Regions from separate parts of the Mus musculus genome. Here all the other regions are linked to region 6. A link is a contact called in public Hi-C and targeted proximity ligation data. All regions are on one chromosome and are shown on one strand. The core of a region is the stretch at or near the end of the contact, and the rest is flanking DNA. Distances in the headings are between cores, read along the strand shown.

Region 1 (4,258 bases), core at 1,555-4,054, 250 kb after region 6:
AGGAACCTGTCCAGGAGCTAATTCTGCCTTTCCTAAGGAACCATCACTGGCTGGAGCCCAAGAGCAGAGTACAGGCTATGCTGTGCCCTGAGAAGAGATGAGTACATGCGCCCAGCCCATGGAGTACGTTGCAGGGCGCCTGCTGGCTGCCTATACATAGCACTAGGACCTGAGCAGGGCTTCTCCCCCCCCACCCCCAACAGGGAGGAACGTTGCCTAAGGCTCTTGGTAGAGCCTCCCACTTTACTGGAGAAGCTTGGTAAGGGAGTGGCAAAGGGTCCAACTCCTCTGCTGAGTTCTCTGTCGCAGTCACATTAACCCAGTCTACTTCCTTCACCCCACGGATGTTGTTCCCAAGAGCTCCTCACGCCTCCTACATGAGCATCCCCATCTCGGGAACTGTTTCCAGGGAAACGAACACAAGGCAAACCAGTCTTTCATAACTGCTATGTCTGCTCTACGTCAATACCACTAGGGTCCCGTGGGAAGAGTGAGCTAGCCTGGAAACCCCTATGCTTGTCATCTTGCACCTGGGTGGAGGGGGGATGCATTAGAAACTAGCCAAAGAGGACAGGAAGCATAGGGGCCATTGCCAGTCTGTGGGGAGGAGGGGACCCCAGGATTTCCAGATTTGAAACATATCCTTTTTTGCATTTCCAGACACTGGGAGCAGCTCACACCATCCGGAAACTCTTCCCTATTTCAAAGCTGGAATTCCTCCTTCCTTAATGCGTCCCCCACTTCCTTTCCCCTTTTCCTCATGTGGCTGTGTTCTTGCCAGCAAAGAAAGTTGAAAAGGAACAAAGGCATATGGTTTTCCTATTAAGACTGACGCCCACGTGTGAGGGGAGCCAGAGGGAAGTGTTCAAATAAGGGCAACGGAAATACATTTATGTGACACTCATTTTATAGGCTGTTTTTTTTTTTTTTAAAAAGCTTGTCCAAAACAATGAGATTCTCCTTTGTCCCACTTATTACATGTTTGGGATATTTAGGATGTCCTGGAGACCCCTCTACAGAGAGGTAGGAGAATACAGAAGACCCCGGGTCTAGCTTATAACAAGTGGTACAGACTTATTTCTGAGCTGCATATGGTGGTACATGCCTAGAGCCTCGGCTACTCGGCAGGGGTGAGGGAGTGGCGGTCACTTGAGCCTGGCCAGAGCCACATTGGGAGAAACCGTCCCTTCCTCCCTCCTCCCTCCAAAGTCTTATTTCTGCCAGACATTAGCTGTGGACCTACCATGGTATACACTCAAAAGTTCCAACACTCAAGAGGCTGAGACAGAGGGATTGTGAGTTTGAGACCAGCCTGGGCTACATAGAGAGAGAAACCCTGCCTCAAAAAAGGGTCTGAGAGAAAGCCAAGGGCTGAGAGAAGGCCATCTCAGCCTCACTGGTTAAAGAGCTTACTACACAAACCCAAAGATAAGAACTGGAGTTCAGATTCTCAGAACTCACATAAATGCTGGGTGACAACGGTGGTGGCTCGTCACAGCCTTTATAATCCTCAGCTTCTCCTATTGGACAATCGGGTTGCGATAGCCTTGCCACGTTCTACACAGGGGCCTTGCCTGGTGCAAAGGAGGTCCTGACAATGGAAGAGAAAGGGAAGGGAGAAAGAGAGGTAAGAGAAGAGGAGGGAGGTGGGTGATTACTCACACCAGAGCTAGACCTCGGTTGGCACAGTGCTCACCTAGCAGGGGCTTCCTTGTTCCCACCATACTTCGTGCCCTGACCTAGCTGGCATGCCCCACCTTCCGTCTCAGCAGGGGACAGCTGGCCTTGCTGTTGTCACCAGTACATATAACTTTTTTTTTTCTGTGAGTTCCGTAAGTTCCGAGGACAGTTTGGCAGGCTTTGGGGACAAGCACCTTTGCCTCCTGAGCCATCTCCACAGCTCCTGCTTATGCCTGAAAACGTCTACTGTGCACATAAACCTCATTTTCCTTACCCATCCCGCTGTTCATACAGTACTGCAATAAACATTGATTTGCAAGTGTCTCCGCGATTGGCTGATAGCGAACCTCCTGGGTAAATACCAAGAAGTGAGATGGCTGATCATATGGAATATCTATTTTTGTGTATTGAGAAATGACATGCTGACTTCCACAGTCAGCTTAGTTTCCAGTCCCGCTAGCAATGACTAAGGGCTCTCTTTTGCCCACATCACCACCAGCATCGTTTGTTGTTTGTTTTCTTTATGACTGTCTTTCGGAGCCAGGCCAGGTAAGGTAGTCCCCATGTAGATTCCATATGCGTTTCTCTGAACGCTTTTGAAGTTGACTTTCCCATGTGCTTATTGGCTATTTACGCTTCCGGTTTTGAGGTCTGTCAGTCCACTTCATCTGCCCATTTTGAACTTGTTCGTTTGCTTTTTTGTTTGTTTTAGTTCTTTGCACGCTGTAGATATTAATTCTCTGTCAGATGTATAGCTGGTACAGATATTTTTTCCCCATTCTATAGGCTGTCTTCTTGATCAGTTGTCTCTATTCCCAGACTCATTTCTAAACACCCTAAGATGTGCATTGGCTCCTGGTGGGGGGGGGGGGCAGGGAGATGGGAGGTATTGGTTGAAGCTGACTCAAAGACACAGTTCCTGAACCTGCTGCACATGTGGTACCCACGCCTCCCCTGTGCACTCCTGTACAAATACCCTTTCCTGTTCTTCCCAGGACTCCACGGAACAGCGCGTAGAGAATGCTAAAAGACTCACTTTGGCCCCAGTGGGACTCTTGGTCCCCGGAGAGCAGAGCTCCCCAGCTGTAAGTGTGTGCACTCCAGGTGGAGTGATGTGCAAGGCTGGGCCAGCTGCTGACCTCACATTCGCCTAACTGGTTGTGTTAGGGGGTGTGCCACCTTCATGGGAGCCTGGTTGGGTTTCCTGTGGGTTCCCACGGGGATAGGCCTTTCTGGGAGGGGTCTGGTGCCACCTTTCTTTCCCTGACCTGGTGACAACTCCACTCACCCCTCTGGATGCCTCAGTCATCAGTCTGTCTGGCTTGTTCAGGGGAAGTCAGAGCTCATAATGATTCCACTAATCCTCATGTGGTGACACACTGTGGGTTGTTTTCTTAGCACGGGGGGCAGGGCCTGGGAGATCTTTGCTGACTGCAGCATGGCCTGTGTGGTCTGAGAGTGGGGAAAGGGGCTGCTCCTTCCTGGGAACAGGGAGACATTGGCAGTGAAGACCCAGGTCACGGGTCCCGAAGGGTTCCTGCACAATTCCTATAAGTTTTGAGACTTCCCAAAGCTGAACTCTCTCCGCCCAACCTTTGCTTGGGTAGACTGCACTATAGTCAATTCCAGCTTCTGGGGGCCTGCTATTGGGTCAGCATAACCTGAGGCAAACCAAACACAAACATCAGAGTCCTCCTTCCTGTGCACGTCTGAGGCCAGAGCACCTCTTTAAAGGATGGCCAGGAGCTTCCCATCTTCCGCAACGATTCTCACTAACCAACCCTCTGAGCTCAGGGATCCTCAGCGTGTGCCAAATCGCTGGAAACCAGGTCACAGAGAAACCAGTTGGCAGAGAAAGACTGGAAGCCCTTCCCCACCTGGCCGGGCACTCTCCCAGAAGGTGCAGAAGAGGTGGGGCTTCATGACTTTAAGGCTGTAAGGCTAATTACTATGCCTTCTAAACAGACAGTGAAAGGGGACAGGATACAACGTACCACCTACCCCTGTGATTTGATTCTGAATATCTGTCGGAGAGGTACATCTCTTTGATGTGTCCACTGTGCTGGCCTCTCACAAATGTCAGATAGGAAGCCTGATAAGGAGCTGAGCCCTGCATTACTCAGAACCCAGTCCTCAGTGTTAGGATTTGCATGGAGCCAGGAAACTAGCTTGGCATGCTCTCTCAGAAGCCCTGGACATCTTGAAGCTTCCGTTGCTGCTTCTGGGTAAACTTCATACTGTAGAGAAAGAAAACACCCAGCCCATCTCCTTCAGAAAGGCTGGGAAGTGGGAAAAGCCACTCTCAGACTCTAGCAGGCAGCTGATGCAGGAGGGGTTCAGGTGCTGTTAACACTATGGGGAACAGCCAGGCGGTGGTGGTGCACGCCTTTAATCCCAGCACTTGGGAGGCAGAGGCAGGTGGATTTCTGAGTTCAAGGCCAGCCTGGTCTACAAAGTGAGTTCCAGGACAGCCAGGGCTATACAGAGAAACCCTGTCTCGAAAAACTAAAAAACAAACAAACAAACAAACAAACAAACAAAACTATGTGGACCACTAATTGCCACAAGGTCCCTGGGA
Region 2 (4,261 bases), core at 628-3,127, 190 kb after region 6:
ATCACTAGCCGTGTGATTGCATGTATAGGGTGGAAGAGCCAAGGTTAGAGCGGCACACAGGAAATCCAGACTCGGCTGCTTCTAAGCTCCAGTCAGCTGCAGCTCTGGGACAAATCAGAGTTGCAGACTTTATTGAGAAGACCAAAGCTGCTGTGTGGACTTAATCTGCTTAATTTCCCCAACAATAGATATAAAACTAACTGCAAGGTCACACAGAGGAGGAAGTTATCTAGAGTCTGCAGTTTAGTGTCTTGTCCAGTGTGTCTACATTCTCCTAAGTAAAGCAACTTGATATGTCTGGAAAGGGTATGTTTCTGTCTCCACTTTATATATGCTTAGAAAATTGGCAGATTTGATATAAGCCTTCATATTCACAGATATCCTAGAAATATCTACCATAAGTCTATCCGCTATTAAGGTCACAGTAATAGGATTGTATGGTTTGTAGAATTAAATATGCTTAGCTTTGGCCTGCTCTGAGGTTTCCAGTTTTCAAAAAAACATGAGAGAAAGCACTAGCATCAGCGTTGTCTCCATTAAATTAGATAATTTGCAGACTATGCATAGCAGAGTGCTGGCTTTCAGTGCATCATAGCTCGCATTACAGAACAGGTTCTTAGTCTGATTAGACTTTCACTGAATAGTTAAGCTCTTGATAAGAGAATCCAGATGAACAGGTAGTGTTTCGCTGTTGGTTAGTTGGCTGGTTTTGCATTTACTCTTTATCGTGGGAGGCTTGTGCATGCTGTGTTACATACAGGAGTTTAGAAGACAGCATGTAGGGTTCCGTTGTCTCCTCCAAACTTGGAGTCCTATGGTTCAAACATAGTTCACCAAGCTTGGTGCAGGTATCTTTATCTGCTGAACATCTCACCGGTCCTGTTTTTGTCTCAGATCGGGTCTTGCTATGTAATCTTGGCTGACCGGGTACTTTCTGTGTAGCCCACCCTGGCCTCAAACCCACAGCAGTCCTCTTGCCCCCTCACTCTGCCACATGCAGCCACCGTGCCCATTTTAGAAGAATCCCCATGTGCTGGAGAGCAGGCCTCTGCCTGGCCTGTGCCTTCTGTGTTCCTGGTTGGTAAGTAATGGGTGTTCAGGAAGGAGCTGCTTGCTGCACTTGAGCTTGGGTTTCTGTCAAAAGGAGATTGCCTCTTCAGTGAACCCTTGAGTCTTACGAACCAGTCCTTGATTTCAAAATTTCTTTTGAGTTCTCATGAATGTGGTGAGCTACCATGCAGTGTACTTGGAAACAGTCCAGTTTGGTTCTAAAGAGAGAAGGGAAGAGGAAGGGCGGAAGACCATGTCATCTAATTGGTTTGGGACCTTGGAAGAGACAGGATTGTCTGAGGGGAGCACCAGGTGGAGAATCCAGTATCCTACACACTGCTGCCAGCAGCACTTGCTCCTGAGAGGGAACCATACAGGAAACACATCATCCTGTGCCCATGCCAGGCCATCAGAGTCAAAGCCCTAGGAGTAGGGGACCGAGGCGTCTTTGTAGTTTAGTTTGCCAGGTTTAGGGAGCATTGCCACAGCCGTTTTCCAGGCCCAGGAAGAGAAAGCAATTCCCTGAGTCACTCCCAGGGCTAGTCAGTGACCAAGGCCAGCCTTAGGTTCAGAAGACACTCGGCCAGTACAGGGTCTTCCCAGGTTATCCCAGCCCCTGGTTCTCTACTGGCTGAAGAGCAGAGGCAAACGCTTCTCTCTCTGTGCTATCGAGAGCTGCCTGACCTTAAAGGGCCACTGTGGGGTCAAGCTAGTTAAAAGATGTTCTGTTCTGTTCACCGTGTCCTTTACTCACAGTCTGTTCTGCAGACAACTGAAAGGCTGCTAAATTAAGCCATTTTTCAGAGAGGTCTGAGTCATCTAGTGGCAGCTGTCGGTGCCTCGCTGGAGGTGCTTTGATCATTGTTGTCTAAATGCACACATTAGTCCTGGGCAGCAGTGTGTTGTGCTGTGCTAGGGACTTACTGAGATAATGGGCTCAGCCCTTGAGGACATCAAGGAAAGCCAAAGGCTCATGAGTTTCTCTCAGGGCAAGAAAAGGCATGGAAGCCACATATTTTAGCACCAACAATCTAGTCTCTCGGCTAGGAAAAGCTTGAATGTATCCTGCCTGCCCAGTTAATATAGAGAAGGGAAGTACCTCACTCAGATCACATGGGAATTCAGGAGCAGATGGCAGGACACAGCAGAACAGAATTGGTTTCCTCAAGGGAGTTTCCTCTATTCAATCAGGAAGGCTTTCATTAAGAGTTGTCATTTCAAGGACATCTGGAAATGAGGTCTGAGAAGCCAGTCCAAAGCACAGTGACCATGGGCATATGTTTGAGAAGAGTGGTGTACAAAAGAAGAAAAAAAATGCATTAACCTGTTATAAAGCAGTGTGTATAACTGATTTAGAGCACGGGGGTGGGGGGTGGATGGGTGGGGAGGAGTCAGAGTAGGAATCTGAAGAGGCCAGAAGTCACCAAACAGTTGCCAACGACAGCATTCTCATGGGTCTTACTGACATGACTAGGTGGTCGAAAGTGGTTCAGGGGGGTTAAAGTCACTGCCACCATTCCTGAACAGCCATTTCATGCCATGTCTAGCATATTGCATAAAATGTCTTTTTCCTTAGAACAGCTTTTCAGACAGGTGTTTTCCTCCAAGCCAGTGTTCCTGTGCCAGTGAATGCCCACTCAGACTTGGGTGGCTTTCTTAAAAGCACAGGGCGTTCGGGAGACAGAGTTCATACTTGTTGGTTCCTTCCTTGAGGCCTCTCTCAGGGTATTGAGGGGGAATGTTAGGGAGAGCCATAGGAGATCACCGAAAGCTTCTATCTAGGCCTGCAAACAAAAGGGGATAAAATGGTAGCTGTGGGTGGGGTCATACATTTCTGATTAGAAAGAGCAAGAAAATAATGCAAGTTTTTGCCATTGCCTCACCGATGCTTAAGGAAGAACAAATTGACCGGAAGTTACTTACTTGGCAGTGATTGACCTGGTGACATGACCCATCGAGTTAGAAAAAAGGAAGGCTCCTCAAGAAGAAAGATGTCACATAATAAGCTTTACTGGTGAGTTGGAGTGTTTAACGTTGCAATGCCCAACAAAAGATGAAAGGTAAAAGCAGATTAATATGTTGATGTGTCCTCTCAATAGATGATAGCACAGCATCCTGTGACCTAGGGTCTCACAAAATCTGCCACAGGCCTGTGTGCATCGGGCACTGGAATAAGATGGTAGATCACGGATGTGAGAGGATACAGCTAGGAATGGAAAGATCGAAAACTCCGGGAAGCTGTGTGCTATCATGCCAGCCTTGCACTGGAGGGAGAGCAGGGGAATTAAGTCTGGCAGGGCCCAGGGTCCTGTAAGAATGGATCATTAATTTTTTTTAAAGATGAGAAAGGAGGCTTTTAGGCAGGAAGCACAGTAAACACATCTCGTATCCTAGAATCCAAGGAAGAGGGGGAGAAGAAGGACTTAGCTGTGCTGACTACATTGGTCAGTCATTCATTAAGTTATAAATTAGTTTAAATCTTTTCAGTAGACCTGCCAATTAAGCATCCCACTTACACATGAAGAAAAGGGGCACGGAGTGCAGAGATGGGCAGGGAACAGGTAGGATTTTCCCAGGCCTGACTCTGAACCATGGCTTCCATGCCCCTACTGCCTCGGCTAGACTGGAGAGCAGTAAGGAAGACTTGACAGGGACAGAGCCAGAAGCTGTGAACAGACCAGGGCCAGCGTCTGAGAACCAGGGAGCCTGAGGTCTTGATGGTGCAGAGGTGACATGGCCAAAGCTGGCCACAAGGATTGGCCTCACGTCCCTTTGCCGTGTGTGGCATTGTGCTGCCCAGTGTGTGGACGAGTGAATATTCGTCACCTGGGAATGATGGGAATGAGTCTCCTCTCCCCAAACTAGTACTTTGTAGCCATTGTGTCTGGAAATGTCCCATGTGACAACCCCATATCCTGTCTGTTTACCCTTTCCTTTCCAGTGACATGGGATACCCACTGTTGATAAACTGTGACTTAGTGTGAATCACTAATCATGTAATTGGTAGAAAACAATTACCTTTGACAAAACTAGGTTACCTGTGTGAGATCTTTGTACTCTTGAGGTGAGAAGAGTCAGATGGGTAGAGGTTTGGCTCTAGGAGTAGGCTAAAGGGCTTCACCTCGCTGGGAGCATAGGTCCTAGCCCCTGGATTAAGTCGTGCTCTTACTGCTGACTTACAACCCTGCTCCCCCTCCTGTAGGGGACATGT
Region 3 (4,043 bases), core at 885-3,384, 150 kb after region 6:
AAGGTCAAGGATAACTTAGGGCCAAAGGTAAGTTTCTAGCCTAAATTCCTAGGCGTTGGGGGTACCTGTGGCTGGTGCCAGCCTTGGGCTCTCTAAGGTGAAGAATTGCAACAGAGGAGTAATCAAAGGTTGATTCAGTCATTAACAGGAACCCTCACTGTTCATCTCTGAGACCTTTGGAACGGTACTGCATAGGTATGAATCAGGTTTCACTAGTCAGGCCCTAAGTCCCCACCTCAGGGTTCTGCAGCATGCGTGCTTGCATTTATTACAGTTAGATACCCTTTTGATATTGGCTTTCGAACCTGCTCTTTAATAGCTCTATAATCATATGTATGTTTTGTGTTTCATCTTGATAAATGATTACATCCCTAGAACTTTATATCTTCAAAGATCTCGAAGTAATTGATCCATATAACATCCCTGGGAGTTAGTAGGTGGGGATTCTTGCCCTTTTTTTTTTTTAAGTTGGGAAAAACCCAGAGATACTCAGTCACTTGCTCCAGGCAATATGGCCTTTACATCAACAGTCTGCTTTTAAATCTGTAGTTTTCTTTATCTAATCAAACTCAAACTAGAGCTTTATCACCCGTCTTAGCTTACTATACCACGTTTTCCATTTGACTTCCTTATAAATCTCAGTAGTAATCTTGTCGTGGGTGAGCAAGCTAGCAGATGACAAAGCCCTGCAGATGGTGGGGTGTTATTAGACGCGTTCTCACGACCGGCCAGGAAGAACACCACAGACCAGAATCTTCTGCGGCAAAGCTTTATTGCTTACATCTTCAGGAGCCAGAGTGCAAGAAGCAAGAGAGAGCGAGAAGCAAGAGAGCAAGAAGCAAGAGAGAGAGAAAAGCAAGAGAGAGAGAAAACGAAACCCCGTCCCTCTTAAGGAGCATTCTCCTTCGCCCCGGACGTGTCACTCCCTGATTGGCTGCAGCCCATCGGCCGAGTTGACGTCACGGGGAAGGCAGAGCACAAGTAGTCATAAGATACCCTTGGCACATGCGCAGATTATTTGTTTACCACTTAGAACACAGCTGTCGGCGCCATCTTGTAACGGCGAATGTGGGGGCGGCTCCCAACATCGGGGAAGGGACAGAGATTCAGCCACATCTCCATCCTAGTGTAGATATTCAAGGGGAGAGTGCTCATCTTCCAGTGAAGATGTGACATCATTTCAACTCACAGACCAGCTACTCACTTACCGCAGTCGCCTTTGATATTCTGAGGGGACTTTAGCACTTCATGCAGCAACCATAAGCAGTCATGGGAGTTGCCATAAATGTGTGTGCATGTGTATGTTTTTGTTTGTATATATGTAAATGCATATAAGAAGACTGTGCAGAGGAGTAGACAGAAAATCGGCTTTCGAGTAAACTCTTGGCTGAAATTCCTCCCAAGAAGGAATGAGTGACACTGGGCAGGAACTTCAGCTTCCAGCAGCCTGGGAAGGGTTAGATCTTGATATATCACAGCTACCCTGCGTGGAGTTTGACAAGTCCCTGCTTCATAGACAAAGAGTAATCATGCTGAAATGGCCATTGACTTTTCTGTTGAATGGCAGGCCCTGGTAAATTCAACTCTTGAAGTGTTACAGCCTATTAAAGAAGCTAGTGAGCATTTCAGTCCTGAGCCATGAAGGTACTGGTCCCACCCCTTACTCATGGACAGATATGGGAAGGTGATTCAGTAGGTCAGCTGTCAGTGTGTGCCTTCCAAAACATTATAGTCATGTTACAGTAAACTTTTTATATTTGTTGCGTCACAAAGATTTATTGAAGTGATAAAAGTTATTATGGAAAACAGTGTGCAGTAACTATGGCAACAGTTATTTGATCTCACAGTAATTAGCTGAGCATTTGGTTGCCCAATACTTTTCACAATGCCTTCCTGGTTAGTTCATTAAACAAAATTAGCTTTTGTTTGAACTGTCTTCCTACAGCGTCCTAAATTTGATTTTAGTTCAAAAGAATTAGAAAGTGTATTTTAAAACTACCTTTCCAACTTTTGGGTTGTAGCCATTATTTGAAGTCATAACTTTTTAATTTAATCCTCTATTTATGTACTACAGTGTGCTATGATTCATTGGTTCATCCTCTGAGTTTCAGTGTAGCAGAGTATCCTGAGAGATGAACAGTGTGGTTGAATGATCCTGTGGTAGCCCATGCCTGGATGCCAGCTTGTGTCCTTCCTATGTCTCCACTCAATTCTTGTGATACTGTGTTACTGTACCATGGGTGTCCCATGATCACATGAATTACTTTGTTAACAGTCTGTGTCTCCCCCTGGCACCTGGAGCTGGGCACTGCCTAGCTTTGCTGAGATTCGCTCACCTTGCTGCTCTTGCCGTGCTCCTAGGGACACAGGCTGTGCTCCTTCCTCTTTCTGCATGCAGGTGAGTCATGCAGATAGTGATGTCATCCTTGGAGGACTTCCTCTTGAGACGGGGGCCCTCAGACTTTCTGCCTTTCCTGTCCTCTGTCGCTCCACTTGCAGAGGTGAAGAGGGGCACACCCAAAGAAAATGTCGTGCATTCAAGATTTCAAATCAAAACTCATGAAATATGAAATGGAAAGAGGAGGATGTTCGGATGTTCCAGAATGAGTTAGTGTGACTTTTTTTTCTAATTCAGCAACTGGGGTTAGAAAGGTTGCTCCCCAGTTTAAGGGCACTTGCTGTCTTCCAGAGGACCTGAGTTGGGTTCCCAGCACACAGGTTGGACAGGCCACAGCTGCCAGTGACTCCAGCTCCAAGGGAATCCAACATCCCCGGCCTCATGCCTACACTTCAAAAGAGTAAAAATAAAACTTTAAGTTCAGTAAATGTTCCTTGTATTTCATTTTAATCCTTGTCAGCTCAGTTCCGTGATACACACACACACAACTAGCTTTTAAAAACTTTCCAAGTTTTTTATGATTTTTTTTTCCTCATTTAACTTCCAATTGCCTGCCAATTTTCAGTTGAGGAAAGTTTTTCTTACATAAAAACAGAGCCTTTCCAGTTCTGAGATTAAGACTATTGGTTTCTGTTTAGGATGACTCTATCTTAGGTCTCCATCCATAACCATTGGCAGAACTCTGTTAAGAGCTTACTTGTCCCTGTTCTTGCTGTTGAAGATTTTTAGGACGATTTGTCCAAAATGAAAGCAGTATTAATTCCCGTAGGTAGCCTCGGTGCCTGGCTCATCTTTTCTGCTGTCTTCCCCATCACTGTCTATATTCTGGATGCTTTGAGCATCATAACTGGTGTCAAGGACCCACATGCATTTCCCTCCCACACGCTCTTTCTCTCCCTAGAGTAACATCGTTTGGAAATTTGAACATCCTTTGATACAACCTTTACTGGATGGAACTTCTGTGAAATTTCTCTTGCTTTCCCTCGTATTATCACCTGCTCCCCCGTCATGCCCCGGCTGTCCTGTGCCTGATTCTTGGCCACGATTATCACCATATTACAGTTAAAGGTTAAAACACTGTTGCCTGTGGGCTGTGAACTCCAGGAAAGAGATACTACTCTCTGCTTCTCCCGAGTCGTCCATAGGCTGTGACCAGGTTATAGCCAAGCAGATCAGTGGGCTAGCCTCACCTCACGACCTCCTGACCCTCTGAATCCTAGTCATTTCTATTGTTCATTTTACTGTCCAAGATCTGCCACGGTAGGTGTTCACCCTCCTGGCTCTTCCAGTTTTGCATTCCTTTCCTGGGCCTCCAAAATGTTCTGTACATGGACCTCCAGTGCTCTCAGGAAGGAGGGAAGACAGGAGCTGTTATTTATTGGTTCTCTGCTGCTCATCTCGGTGATTCAGCCCAACCTACACTGCATACTTGGCCCATTTACTAGAGCAGTCACCAGCACTCTGTGCTCCTTTGATCACCTCACCTCCCACTGTGCCATCGGTCCAGCCAGCCCCTGTCTTTTGTCCTGCTCCAGTGCTCCAGGACTCTTAACTGAAACACAAGCTCTTCCAGATTGAGCCTTCTACAGACTGGCTGCTCAGACAAAGATCACCTAATCTGCCCAGCTCCCAACCCTGTGAGCTG
Region 4 (3,757 bases), core at 607-3,106, 170 kb before region 6:
CTTCTGATCTGGAGTCAGAAGGGCAAGCTTGGTTCGAGAGGTAGCCACCCTGCTACCCAGGAGAACCTGTGATTGCTCCTCCAGTCTCCCCAGCACTCAGCCTTTCCTTCACCTGGGGGCCTCCGGAGCCGGGGTTCCAGGTTGGAGACTCCCTCAGAGACCTCAGGCCAGCCCATCTCCTTGGGCTCCCTGTCTGTTGTGTGAACAAACAGGTTCCACAGCCCACCCAGCAGCCAGGTCTACTCCCACAGGGCAGGGGTTTTATTCCTTTTTCTTTTTCTTTTTCCAGTTCAGATAGCCGAGTTAGATTCTCAAATAAGCCTGAGAAACTCCATAGGAGTTCAAACGAGTAATGAAAACCGTTGGATACAATGAGGCTGCTTGTGTCCCAAAGTCCCCTCCTTCTCCTTCTCCTCCTCCTCCTCCTCCTCCTCCTCCTCCTCTTCCTCAGAGGCCTAGAATTGTCCCTTCTTCCCCTTCCTTTGATTCCCCAGAGGGCAATGCTCACTAACTCGAAGAGCCTGTGTTTGTCTGGGACTGGGCAGTTACACACTTTGGGCTGTTCAGGCCTGGAAGGGGACTCCACTCCACAAAGCAGAATTGAGCTGCTTTCCTCGGGTCTTCGGCTAGAATTATCTGAAGGGATGTTCAAGTCTCTTAGACTATGCTGATGTCAGCAGAAATGAATGGCGCTCCCCTTGGAGGGTGCGGGTGCTGCATTGGGTTCTAGAAACCTGTAAGGAAGCAAAGTTTTCACTGGCGACTCCACAGACAGATGAAGAGGAGAGAGACCCGAAGGAATCACCCCTTGAGTGCAAGCAAGCTGGGACAGACACTCGCAGACGGGGTAAATACAAGGTGTAAAAGGGGGGAAGACAGGGAAGGCCCAGCTAGCGAGGAGATGCGGTGATCACACCTCCATCAGGAGCTTCGCTGTTTTCTTTTCCTTTCTAACAGTTTATAAGCATTTTCACACACAGGATTTCATTTGTGGCTCACAAACATCCAGTGAAGGATGGAAGAGGACAGGCACTTCCCCCTCGCCCCCCTGCCTGGGAGACAGAGGACTCCAGGATGTCTCTGCAGATCCAGCAGCTACTGATGGCAGGAACACGGCTTCAGCCCGTGGGTGTGCCCACTGAGGGTTAAGCCCCGATGAACACGGTCTCTTAATTTTTCACAGCTCTTCAAAACAGACATGATTTTTTTTCCTTCTAAAAACAATTTTGATAAGATATAGCTACCATCAAACTTGCCTCTTGAATCACTTTCAGATGTCTGTGGCATTAAAGCGGCTCTCACTGTTGATGACCACAGCCATAACATTTACACAGTTCCCTTTGTCTAACAACCTGGACCGCCACACCCATGCCATAACTCCCACGCTGCTTCTCCTCACTCCTCACAGCCCCCATCCTGCTCTCTGTCTCAGAGAGGTTGACAGACCTTATGTAGATGGGGTTAGGTTAGTAATGTCTCTCATGCGTGCGTGCCTGTGTGTCTGGTTTCATTCAGTGTGATGTTCTCAAATTCCATCCTCGTTTCGCTCTGTTTTTTGTTCTTTGTATGGTGTATTTGCTTTTGCGCCGGTGTGATAAACTATCCCACATAAACAACACCAGGAAGAGAATTTCAGACGGTAGCCCTCAGCTCCGCTAGATTTGGAAAATGGCAGAACGCAGTGGTGACACGTGACAGAAGCTACTCAGCACATGGCAAACAGGAGGACATGGTGGTGGTGGGGTGGATAGGGATAGAGGGAGAGACAGATATTAATCTAGGATGAGACATAGCCCCCAAACTCAGCTCCTTAATGACTCATTTCTCCCAGCCAGGCACCTCCCAGAACCTTCGAAAACAGTGCCACCAGCTGGCGACTGACTTTCAGCACACTGTCCTTGTTAAGGAACACTTATCCAAACTATAACAAATGGAGGTAAAGGACACTTTGTCCCTCCATGCCTCTGTAGATTGCCACCGGGGAGCTTCGTCTTTGGGCTCTTGTAAGTAATGGTGTCATTATCCCAAGTGTAAATATGTCCTTGGTTAAGGGATATCTTTAAGCTTTTGAAAGCTGGAATTGATCCATGTTCATCAAATAAGTGGGAGAATCAGTTCCTGTAACTTCAAAGACGACCTCCTAACCACTGTGCCATCCTGCTCCTAAAAAGTCGGGGATTGGGGGCTGGAGAGATGGCTATGCGGTTAGGAGCACTGACCGCTTTTCCAAAGATCCTGAGTTCAAATCCAGCAACCACATGGTGGCTTTCAACCATCTGCAATGGGATCTGATGCCCTCTTCTGGTGTGTCTGAAGACAGCTACAGTGTACTTATGTATAATAATAAATTTTTTAAAAAGTCGGGGATCAACCTAATCATAAAAATATTTAGGTTAGGAACTCAGGTCTGCCCCTCACTGACTGTCCCATCTGACAAGTCACTTAACCTCCCTGAGCTGCTAGCTGTGGTTAGGTAGGAGTATGTGGAGCAACAAACTTAATCATAGTGATTGGCACCCAGCAGATGTGGGTGTCATGCCAGCTTCAGTTGTCAGTATACAAGTGGCAGGAAGTGCATAGGAATGGTAACTCAAGAAGCCAGGCTCTCTGAACCTTGGCTAGAACCGACCAGGTAGACAACAGGCCCCCTGGCAAGTGGTGTTCTAGCTGACTTGTGACTTGTATCCGGCACGTCTGTTGTTGTGCCACTGTCTGGGACAGAACAGATGTCACACTCTGTCATGGTCAGGGCTGAGGCTGTCCCAGGCACATAAATGTAAATGACAGCAATGTTTGAATAAAAAGGTACTGTCTGGGGATCAGGAGAAGGGAATCTGTCCAGGGCAGCCACTAAACAGGCTTTTCCCTCCTCTTCTGGCTCTCCATTTTCCTCAATCATAAATTTGATGTCTTATAGATGACTGCCAAGGTCTTTGTGTTCTGGAAGCTTCTAGGCTGTGACCTCCATGTGGGTTAGGAAAAGGGTGGGTTGCTGTAGCCAGCTTGGGATCAAGCCTGGGACTGTTGATTATGCTTTGGGTAACCTTGACCCAGAGGCACTTATCGTGCCAGCCTCAGAGTTTCTCATTCCTGAAAATGGAAGGTGATAACAGAGCCTGTGTCGTGGGACATGTGAGGATTTGTCAGGGTGATGTGTCTGGCAGAATGAAGTGCTCCGTAGAGGATGGTGTTTCTCAGGACAAGGACTCTATCCAGGTCAGGCTGCACCCAGGGTTGTGCACAACCTTGAGAGTGTTCTACGACCAAGCTCCGACCAGTGCCACGTCTGTTTCTTGACTTCTGGATGAAATACGAAGACCAGTAGGGGCCATAGAAGGAGCAAATGTTCCCCTTTCTTTTATTTTCTGCCATCAACGATGAATCTCAGATTTCCACTCTGAGGATGGGACCAATTACAACTATACCGAAAGGTTACATTAAACAAGATAATAATTAGCATATGCTTGTCACATAGTAGGTCAACAAAAGGATATATGTGCAAGTATGGTTCCAATTTTTAAAATTCTGAAACATACCTTTTATACGCATTTGGCCAGAGTGTAAGTTAATGTAATTTTTATAATGTACAATTTAACAGTTGTTATTAAAAAGTACAAGTCCATTGGCCTTTAACCCAGCAACTCCATGCAACTACAGTTTGTACTTGGGGAATTCTCTCTATCTACGGTTATTCATTATTTATAGTACCTGTTATGAACAGCCACCTGTGTCAGGCGGACAGAGCAAGTTCTGTAGA
Region 5 (3,960 bases), core at 561-3,060, 210 kb after region 6:
TGTGTGTCACAAGTATTTAACTTTGAAAATCCTCCTTCAAACACTTGCATCATTCCTGCTTCCTCTGGTGCTCATTCTGTGGCATCAAGGAAGGAGGGAGATGTGTATGCATCCCCCACCCCCAAGCGCTGGGAAGGTGGCTCATTGGTTCAAAGCTTTTCTTGGTTTTCCAGACGACCTGAGCTTGGCAGACTTACAACTACCTATAACTCCAGTTCCAACTAATGTCCTCTTCTCGCCTCTTAGAACACACATACACATGTGGCATGCACTCACACATTAATAATAATAATAATAATAATAATAATATATGAGAAAATTCAAGGTTTAGGGATCTAGCTTGCCTACCTTGCAGAAAGCCCAGTACCACATACACTAGGCATGTTTCATTCATAACTGTAATCCTTTCACTCAGAAGGTAGAGGCAATAAGTCAAAAAGTTCGGGGTCATCCTTAGCTACATAGTAAATTTGAGATCATCCTCCAGGACATAAGATCCTGTCTTAGAGATGAGGGTGGGGGGACATCAATTAAGCAACCAAATTTGATTACCTGACTCCTACCCTGTACATCCCTCCACTGTAATCTTAGTTTTTGGCAGGCTTTCTTCCTCCACACACACAGTGCTTGCTTCCTGAACCCAGGCATCTAGATGCAGGGTTGGGGTTCTGAGGCCTGCCCATTGGTTAGACGTTAACAGCTAACATATGCTTCTAACGACATCCAGCCATCCTTCAGTATCTGTGAGGGGTTATCTCTGGGATGCCTGAGATATCAAATTTCACAAATGTTCAAGTACCATAGACACAATGGCAAGTGTTTGCATAGAACACACTCCCTCTTAGAGTCTTTAAGTCATCTCTGGGTTTACTCACCATACCCAATTTGGTGTAAATGCTATACTCAGAGGCACTGCACTACTTAGGGATCAGTAACAAGAAGAAAAGTTCTGTGCATGTTCAGGACAGGCACAGTTGCTTCTCTAAACATTCTTCATCTCTATGCCTGATTTAATTCATATATGCAGAACCCAGGAGTGTGGGAAACATGACATCTCATTTGCTTGCTTATATATGCAAAATCAGGACTATTTTGTGATTCTTTAATAAAGATTACATTGGCTTAATCCAGCTGCTCCTTTATTAAAGGTCTAGTTTCTACAGTTGCCTTTGAAATATCATGGGACTTAAAGACTTATTCTTGTCTATATACTAGACATAACAATATAGTCCATCGTGGGTATTATGTGAGTATTAAATGAAATAATATCAAGTCACTGGAGCAGTCTTCAGTAAGTGAGCTATTATTAGTATTAATGAGACACCTGGCAATGGAACACTCTAGAAGCAGCACACTGTTCACAGTGCTCAGAGGATGCATCGGGAGAACGTAGAATGACATGCACCCTGGACAGTTTTAAGCACAAGCTATGCTTTGTCTGGCTCTTGATGTTCTGGGATAAGTAAGACTTTGGTTGGCAGCTAACCCCACTCTCCAAATGTCTGTGGTTCTGGCAGATCTGTGCCTTTCTCTCCCGCCTGCCTTTTACCACACGTACCATGCAGTTCTGTCCTGGAGACCAGGTAAACCACCAGAAGTGATATTTATTGCCAGATGCGACCTTTTGTGAGCACCTTGTAGAATCCCAGCATTAATGTCACTTTCTATAAATACAGGTGAAGGGTGAGGAAATGCTCTCTTTAGAGAAGTGTCGCTATTGCAATCTTTCCTCTTTTAGACTCTCTCGGTCTGTGGGCTATTACTCACGGCTGGCATTCACCCTTCTCTCTCGTTACCTCCCTGTTCGTGATCTCTGCCATCTCTTAGTTCCCTGCTCGGCCTCCCTAGCGGTTGGCATTGCATCTGAGTTATGCTTTCTTGCTTCCTCCACCTTTTGAAATTTAAAAATAGAAAAAGACCAACAAACCCACAGTCTTTCACGTGGGCTGAACTCTGTTAATACGTCTAACAGATTTTCCGGTGAATTCCACACTGTAATATTTATAGTCAGAAATCTGCCATTGGTTCAGAATAAACTCTGTAAGAAATTCACAAGGAGCTACTTTATTTTGACTATCAGACACGAAATCAGGCAGAGGAGTCACCAGCCCACAGGAGGAGGCTTTGCAAAGAGGGTCCCATAGGCAGCGTGGGTCCCAGAGGCAGCGGGGCTCCCTGCCGCCCCTGTACCTTTCTACATTACCTGCCCACTTTCCTGAGTCAGTACTTGATAAAGGAGTCTCTCATACAGTGAACACCAAGCCCAGGGCTCAGAAAACATGCAGACCTTCGTAGGTGTGAGCAGTGTGAGCAGAAGGCCCACCCCAGTATCATACTAAACAAACATGTACCAAACATGTACAGACTGTTACATGCTAAACACCATTTTATTGCTGACAGGTGTTTTGAACTTTCTGCAATTTTGCTTTGAAAATAGAATGGCTGAAAATAACTGATTTGTCACTGGCTGTTAGTGTCTAAGCAGTAATCTTTGCATAATTTATTACATTAAATAATAGATCCAGCCTGTGTATCGATTCCAAATGAAATATTGTTAATTACTAAATAAACGGTTACTAAGGATAAGCAAATAATATTATTTGCAGGCCTTTGACATGAGTTGATTTTTAAGTTGACAGCTGACTTGCTTAGAATAAAGGATTACCCGCTGCTGGTCTGTAGTGCCTTAGACCAGAAGAAGCACCACTGGTTTGGGATTTGGGAGCACGTGGACAGACAAGTACAGCCGGGCATCCCTACTCCATCTGAAATCAGAAACTTTGAAGTCATTGTGTTGACGCTCAGAAAGAGTTCCAGTTCTGAGACAGAGATGCACATCTGTTGATGGTGTCCAGCATCTCTGATGCTTCTCTACACCCTTGGAAAGGGCTAAGATCACAGACACTACCCTGCTGTGTATGCTTTCCAGAGTTCTGCTTGGGAGTCCAGCATCTTTATCCTCCCTTCATGGAGTGAGTGTCGGCTTAGGGACTTGAAATTACCATACAAGTAAAGGGGTCCAATAAAGAAAGGGGGCCCCTCTAAAAGAGCAGTTGGGGAAGAATCTCTGGCCTCCAACCAAATGGCCGTGAACAAAAATTCCATGCCCTTGTCCTGCCTTAGTAGGACAGATAGACAGACATTCAGACAAACAGACAGACACTCCACCTGCCCTAAAGGGAGGCCCAAAGTAGTTGTGTAACACACAAGTTTACAAACCCCTCTGACCCTGCTGGAGTTTCTGACTGTCAAGGGCTTGTTTCCCACACCTTGACAAGAAAGCAGTTTTAGGTCTATATTATTCTACCAGCATGAAAGAAGGAAGAGGAAAAAGAAAAAAGACAGAGAAAAGGAGGAAAGAATAAGCCATTGACAGACAGTTGACAAGTATAGACTAAAGATGACTTACCTGAGATACTTGGGACCACAGTGTTTGTGGTTTGGGATTTTTAAACATTTGCATATACATAGTGAGATAACCTGAGGCTAGGATACAAGCCAAGCAGAAAGTTTAACTATATCCCATACAGTTTCTACACAAAGCCTGAAGACAACAACTTTATACAGTATTTTAAATAGATGAATGTCCTCACCAGAAAATAACCACCTAAGCTAAAACAGACTCTGATGTCATATAGTATTTTAATCCATGAAGCAAAGTCTCACAGTGTCATTGTCCGTGTCTGGTGTCATGTCGGTATGCAAAATGTTGTAAGGTTTGGTGTATTACAGATTTCAGACTTGCAGCTTAGGGAGACTCGGCCTGTAGCCTGTCTTCAGAAAGGAGCTCACCTGTCCCCTGTTTTCCTCACTAAAGGACAGGTGTAACACAGTGAGGGGAAGCAGATGGCTCTGTGTTCACAACCTCACACTCACTGTGCATCATTCTCAGTGCAGGCTAGGAGCTGAGGTGCCCCCCCCCCGCCCCCCTGGGTCAGCTCTCTTCAGAGCAGCAATGTG
Region 6 (4,060 bases), core at 1,315-3,814:
AAAGATAGGAGTGCTAGAGAGTGTGGTCAGGATAAACAGGGGACCAGCCATTTGCTAGAGGCTGGGTCTTTTACTGACTACTGCTGGGTGAGTGTTCAGATTATGCTGGGTGATATTTCGTAGGTTCAAGATCTAGGAAGCCAGATTTTGAGAAAGTCACCATGAAGCTATTAAAAAAAAAAAAGACACTTTAGAATATAACAGTTAAAACCTTTTCTAGGACAAATAATTTGGAAGTCAGATTTGAAACAAGAAGGTGGACAGGAGGATTGAGTTCAGAAATGTTCACAGGATCTTGAAAGTAGACGAAGAAAGCAACAGCCTAACCAAACGATGGGCAAGGAAATGGGGCGAGTCACAAACTGTACCCACTTAGCTACATCGTCATCCATCGCCTTCTAGGAAGCCAGCTTCGTTTTCAGCATCAGGAGCACTCACATTTGTACGTCCCTTTGTGTTGCTATCAACAGTTAGGGAGATGATGAATAAAATAGAATACTTCTGGGGTTTCTGAGTGATGAACCTTATTAAAGTTTTATCAATGGCCACAGAACAACACCAGGATAACCAGGAGGAGTCCCAGTGAGGATCCAACACTGATGGTGTCACAGAGGCCAGAGACCAATGACTCACTGTGATGAACATTTGCAAGTGAAAATGTGTGGAGAGAGGGATATACTGTGAGACACACTACAGCTTCCACAATGAGATGTTTCTCTATGCTGTGTGTGTGTTTTGGAGGAGGGGCTGTAAGAGCAAAAGGTGAGAGGATGAGGAGATAAGTGGGACTGGGATGCATGATGTGATTTGTGATGATTCACAAATAATAAAACGTTTTGAAAAATGACAACCTCTACTTTCATATTAGCCTTCTAACACTCAACTGATAAATAATTTAATAGTGTGGCCTTAGCTGCAGACCAAGCACTGTTTTAGGATCTGAAGATACAGTAGTGCAGAACCCTGAGCTCCAGTTATCATGATGTCTATACACTACTGAGAGCAGGAGACATAAGTTAGCCAACACATACAAAGAGCACTTGCAAACACCAGTACTCTAACTCTGGGTTGAACTGAATTGTTAATGGCACGGAACAGAACCACAGATCTTAATTCCCTTCTTAATATTACTTTATAGGTTACAAAGTATGGCAGCTTTAGTTTTAGGATCTTGGCATGTAACTTTTTTTTTTTTTTTTTTTTTTTAAATAGGAAGAACCCCTTGTCAAAGGAACGTGTTTTCAAGAATGGCATCTGTTACCCAGTAAGTACAGAACAAAATATCTTTAGAAAATTAAAGTGTAGAGGACAAAAGCAGATGGATTTTTTCTTCTTTTCACAAAACCTCAGATCCCTAAAGAAAGCAGTCTCAAATCCATAACAGAGGCTGTCCCAGAAAAGTTCTGGAATAAGCTGGATCACCCCAATGTGACTCATGAATTTTTAAAATTATATTTATTTTGTGTCCATTGGTGTTTTGCCTGCATGGATGTCTGAGGGTGTTGGATCCCCTGGATCTGGAGTTATAGATAGTTGAGAGTCACCACATGGGTACTTAGAATTGAACCCGGGGCCTCAGGAAAAACAAACAGTCTTAGCCACTGGGCCCATCTCTCAAGTCCTGATTCATTAATTCTTAACATCTAAGACAACTTTCCTTCCTGACCTTTTAATACATGTTGTGGTGACCCCAACCATAAAATCATTTTCATTGATACTTAGTAACTATAATTTTGCTACTGTTAAGAATCATAATGTAAACGTTTATGGAAACAGGTTTGCTAAAGGGGTCATGAAACCCACAAGTGAGAACAGCAGACCTAAGGAAAGAGTCCCTGGCTGTGGTTAGAGATAATAAAACTCCTTCACTATCCCTCATCTATATAGAAATCAAGAGTCCAACTTTTCTTTTCTTTTTTTATGAGTCCAACTTTTAAATTTCCTATCATAGAAGAATCAGGACCCAGTAGAACTACCTGCCCCCAATACAAGGACTACAGCACCATGTCTCAGGTGAGGGAGACTAGGGTATAGAGGAACGACTTGCACAAACTCACAGTGAGCGACAGGACTTTTATTCCCCCCCCCACCCCCCCCCCCACCCCCCCGCGCGCTCTCGCCCATCATCACTCCAGTGACTACTTGATTTTCTGGAGAGTAAGTGCAAGATCAGCCACATTAGCAAGGCACCGCTCCGAGAAACTTGCAAGCTCAGCTATGGGCCAAGTAGCTGAGCATCACCCCAAAAGCTTCAAAGAAGCATGCAAGAGCGATTTCCATGAAGGCGTGGGTGAACATCAGGCGTGCAACCCCAACCCTGCAAGCCCTAGGTTTTCCCGTTGGCTCCGGGGACAGTACCGGACGTGGCCCACGGGGGAAGGAATGGACCTCGAACCCGCAGGCCCGCCTCCGACTCACCTGTCAGCCGTCCGACGCTGGCCGCGTGGACTGGGCGCCCCGGTCCCCGTCTCCCACCCCAGGGATCCCCCTAGAGTCCCGGGCCGCAGAGCGTCAGCTGCCGGGACCCGGGTTTCTGTCCTGGAGTCCCTAGCCCGTCACGTGACCAAGGGGCGGCGGCCCGGGCCCGGGCATCATGTGATCGCTCGCGGGCGCCAAGTGATGACGCAGAGCGCGCGCGGGTCGTTTCAGCCACAGAAGTGGGCTGAGGAAAGGAGTCGGGGTCTGGGCGTGCGACGTTCGGCTAGATATCACCGAGCTAGGTGGGACAGCCAGGTAAGATCCAGGAGGAACCGTGATAGGGGTCTAGCCGGCGTTGTCGCCTCCCTCTGTGCTCTGGGGACCTGGGCCTGAGCCTCTTCACCCGCAGCAACTAGACGGAGGCGGGTTATGCTCACATATGATCACAGGTTATGTGATCAAAACAAAACAAACTGTTTAGAACTGACTTTTGAAACTGAGGCATGAACAGGTAGCTCAGATGGACTCAAGGCCACAGGTGCCATTTCACTTCTGCAGGTGAAGGGATGTGGTAGCCTCGGTGTGAAAAAAGAGGGGGGAAGCGGGGCGGGAGGCAACCTTCTTGGGCACGGGCATGTTGGTGGTGACCCGGAAATGGTAGTAGTTTTTATTATTACTTTGGTAACTTAACGGATTTAGTCCTGCTCATTTCATTTTTGTGAGGCGACGTTTTATATCTTCTAATGCATGTTCCAGTTTAAGGAGATCCCAGCATGAAGGAATGGTAGAAGTCGGCAATTAGCCGTATTAAGTTATATAGTAGAGATGTGTGTTAGGAACTGAGAAGGCGTGTGGAAGAGGAGGAGCCGTGGGCGAGGGAAGGTTTCAGAGAGAAGGGTGTATGCATGCTGAAAACGGAGACACTTCAACTCTTGTCGTATGAGATCACCTTGGATTTAAAGGCGGTCGAACTTTTGGTTTGCTCTATGCCTACTGTAATGCTGTGCAGAAACGTGTTTTCCTATTTAAAACTGGCTTAACTTGACAGCAACTCTTTCATGAATATAAGGGAAGCAAAATAGTGTGCTGAGCCCAATAACTTGGTGAGACTTCAGGAAGTGCTTAACTTTGTTGTAGATTGTCTTGGAGGCTATAGGTACTGGTAACAAAAAGATCGGTGTTATTGGAAAGAGGATCCAAGAAGGGGTTGGTGTAAATCAGTGTTTCTTAACTAATGTGATGATTACGCTTTGTCTTCAGATGATTCCTTGTGGTGAGAGACTGTACTGTACTTGCTAGAATTCTATCAATTCCATAGATGCTGGTCTGTGACACCCCCCAACCCCCCTCCAGTGCCACAGTCAAAAATGCCCCCACGTGATGTTAGAAGTTCCCTGGGGGAGGTGTTAAACCTCCAAACCCTAGGTTAAACCAATCCCCAAGGAATAGTGTTAGAATGTTCAGATGTCAATAAATGAAATACTATATCTATGTAGTTTCAAAAGCATCAGAAACTGATGTCGTAGAGGCTGAGAATTCCCGAGGCCAACTTACCATCAGATTCAGTGTCTGGTGAAGGCATGCTTTCTGGCTTGTAAATGGCATGCACTTGCTGTTTTCTTGGGTGGTAGAAAAGCAAGAG

The links. A called contact is a pair of places that touch in the nucleus more often than the background predicts.
Region 1: a contact with region 6 is called in a targeted proximity ligation map of the 230-238 cell line, with 12 read pairs. A contact is called at or near these places in 2 of 39 promoter capture datasets (liver and stem cell-derived epiblast-like cells), 4 of 484 Hi-C or Micro-C datasets (B cells, Sertoli cells, embryonic stem cells and 1 more), 19 of 130 datasets of targeted methods (the 230-238 cell line, the NIH/3T3 cell line, bone marrow-derived macrophages and 14 more) and 2 of 9 other capture datasets (liver and pancreatic islet).
Region 2: a targeted proximity ligation map of bone marrow-derived macrophages shows a contact between it and region 6, with 3 times the contacts expected there. A contact is called at or near these places in 1 of 39 promoter capture datasets (liver), 3 of 484 Hi-C or Micro-C datasets (adipose-derived mesenchymal stem cells, granulocyte-monocyte progenitors and muscle stem cells), 8 of 130 datasets of targeted methods (the 230-238 cell line, the NIH/3T3 cell line, bone marrow-derived macrophages and 5 more) and 2 of 9 other capture datasets (adipose tissue and liver).
Region 3: a contact with region 6 is called in a targeted proximity ligation map of bone marrow-derived macrophages, with 2.7 times the contacts expected there. A contact is called at or near these places in 2 of 39 promoter capture datasets (neutrophils and pre-B cells), 2 of 484 Hi-C or Micro-C datasets (bone marrow-derived macrophages and embryonic stem cells), 8 of 130 datasets of targeted methods (the NIH/3T3 cell line, the SCID.adh cell line, bone marrow-derived macrophages and 5 more) and 2 of 9 other capture datasets (adipose tissue and liver).
Region 4: a contact with region 6 is called in a Hi-C map of the N1E-115 cell line, with 5 times the contacts expected there. A contact is called at or near these places in 1 of 39 promoter capture datasets (pre-B cells), 2 of 484 Hi-C or Micro-C datasets (the HL-1 cell line and the N1E-115 cell line) and 1 of 130 datasets of targeted methods (embryonic stem cells).
Region 5: a targeted proximity ligation map of bone marrow-derived macrophages shows a contact between it and region 6, with 5 times the contacts expected there. A contact is called at or near these places in 1 of 484 Hi-C or Micro-C datasets (bone marrow-derived macrophages), 13 of 130 datasets of targeted methods (the NIH/3T3 cell line, bone marrow-derived macrophages, effector CD8 T cells and 9 more) and 2 of 9 other capture datasets (adipose tissue and liver).

Annotation. Positions count from the first base shown.
Region 1 is chr15:59,621,972-59,626,229 of GRCm38.p6, forward strand. It overlaps Gm36677 (a long non-coding RNA gene), which reads left to right. Exons shown (of 3, transcript XR_875371.3): 2 at 1-123; 3 at 661-2,004. Among named protein-coding and RNA genes, the nearest start is that of Gm36677, 5.9 kb to the left of the region's middle.
Region 2 is chr15:59,565,829-59,570,089 of GRCm38.p6, forward strand. The region is part of intron 4 of Nsmce2 (NSE2/MMS21 homolog, SMC5-SMC6 complex SUMO ligase); the gene reads left to right. Among named protein-coding and RNA genes, the nearest start is that of Gm36677, 50 kb to the right of the region's middle.
Region 3 is chr15:59,518,302-59,522,344 of GRCm38.p6, forward strand. The region is part of intron 4 of Nsmce2 (NSE2/MMS21 homolog, SMC5-SMC6 complex SUMO ligase); the gene reads left to right. Among named protein-coding and RNA genes, the nearest start is that of Gm36677, 98 kb to the right of the region's middle.
Region 4 is chr15:59,202,620-59,206,376 of GRCm38.p6, forward strand. No RefSeq gene overlaps it. Among named protein-coding and RNA genes, the nearest start is that of Gm36617, 42 kb to the right of the region's middle.
Region 5 is chr15:59,586,516-59,590,475 of GRCm38.p6, forward strand. The region is part of intron 4 of Nsmce2 (NSE2/MMS21 homolog, SMC5-SMC6 complex SUMO ligase); the gene reads left to right. Among named protein-coding and RNA genes, the nearest start is that of Gm36677, 30 kb to the right of the region's middle.
Region 6 is chr15:59,371,623-59,375,682 of GRCm38.p6, forward strand. Washc5 (WASH complex subunit 5) reads right to left here and starts at 2,565. Exons shown (of 29, transcript NM_153548.3): 1 at 2,419-2,565. Nsmce2 (NSE2/MMS21 homolog, SMC5-SMC6 complex SUMO ligase) reads left to right here and starts at 2,576. Exons shown (of 7, transcript NM_026746.3): 1 at 2,576-2,733.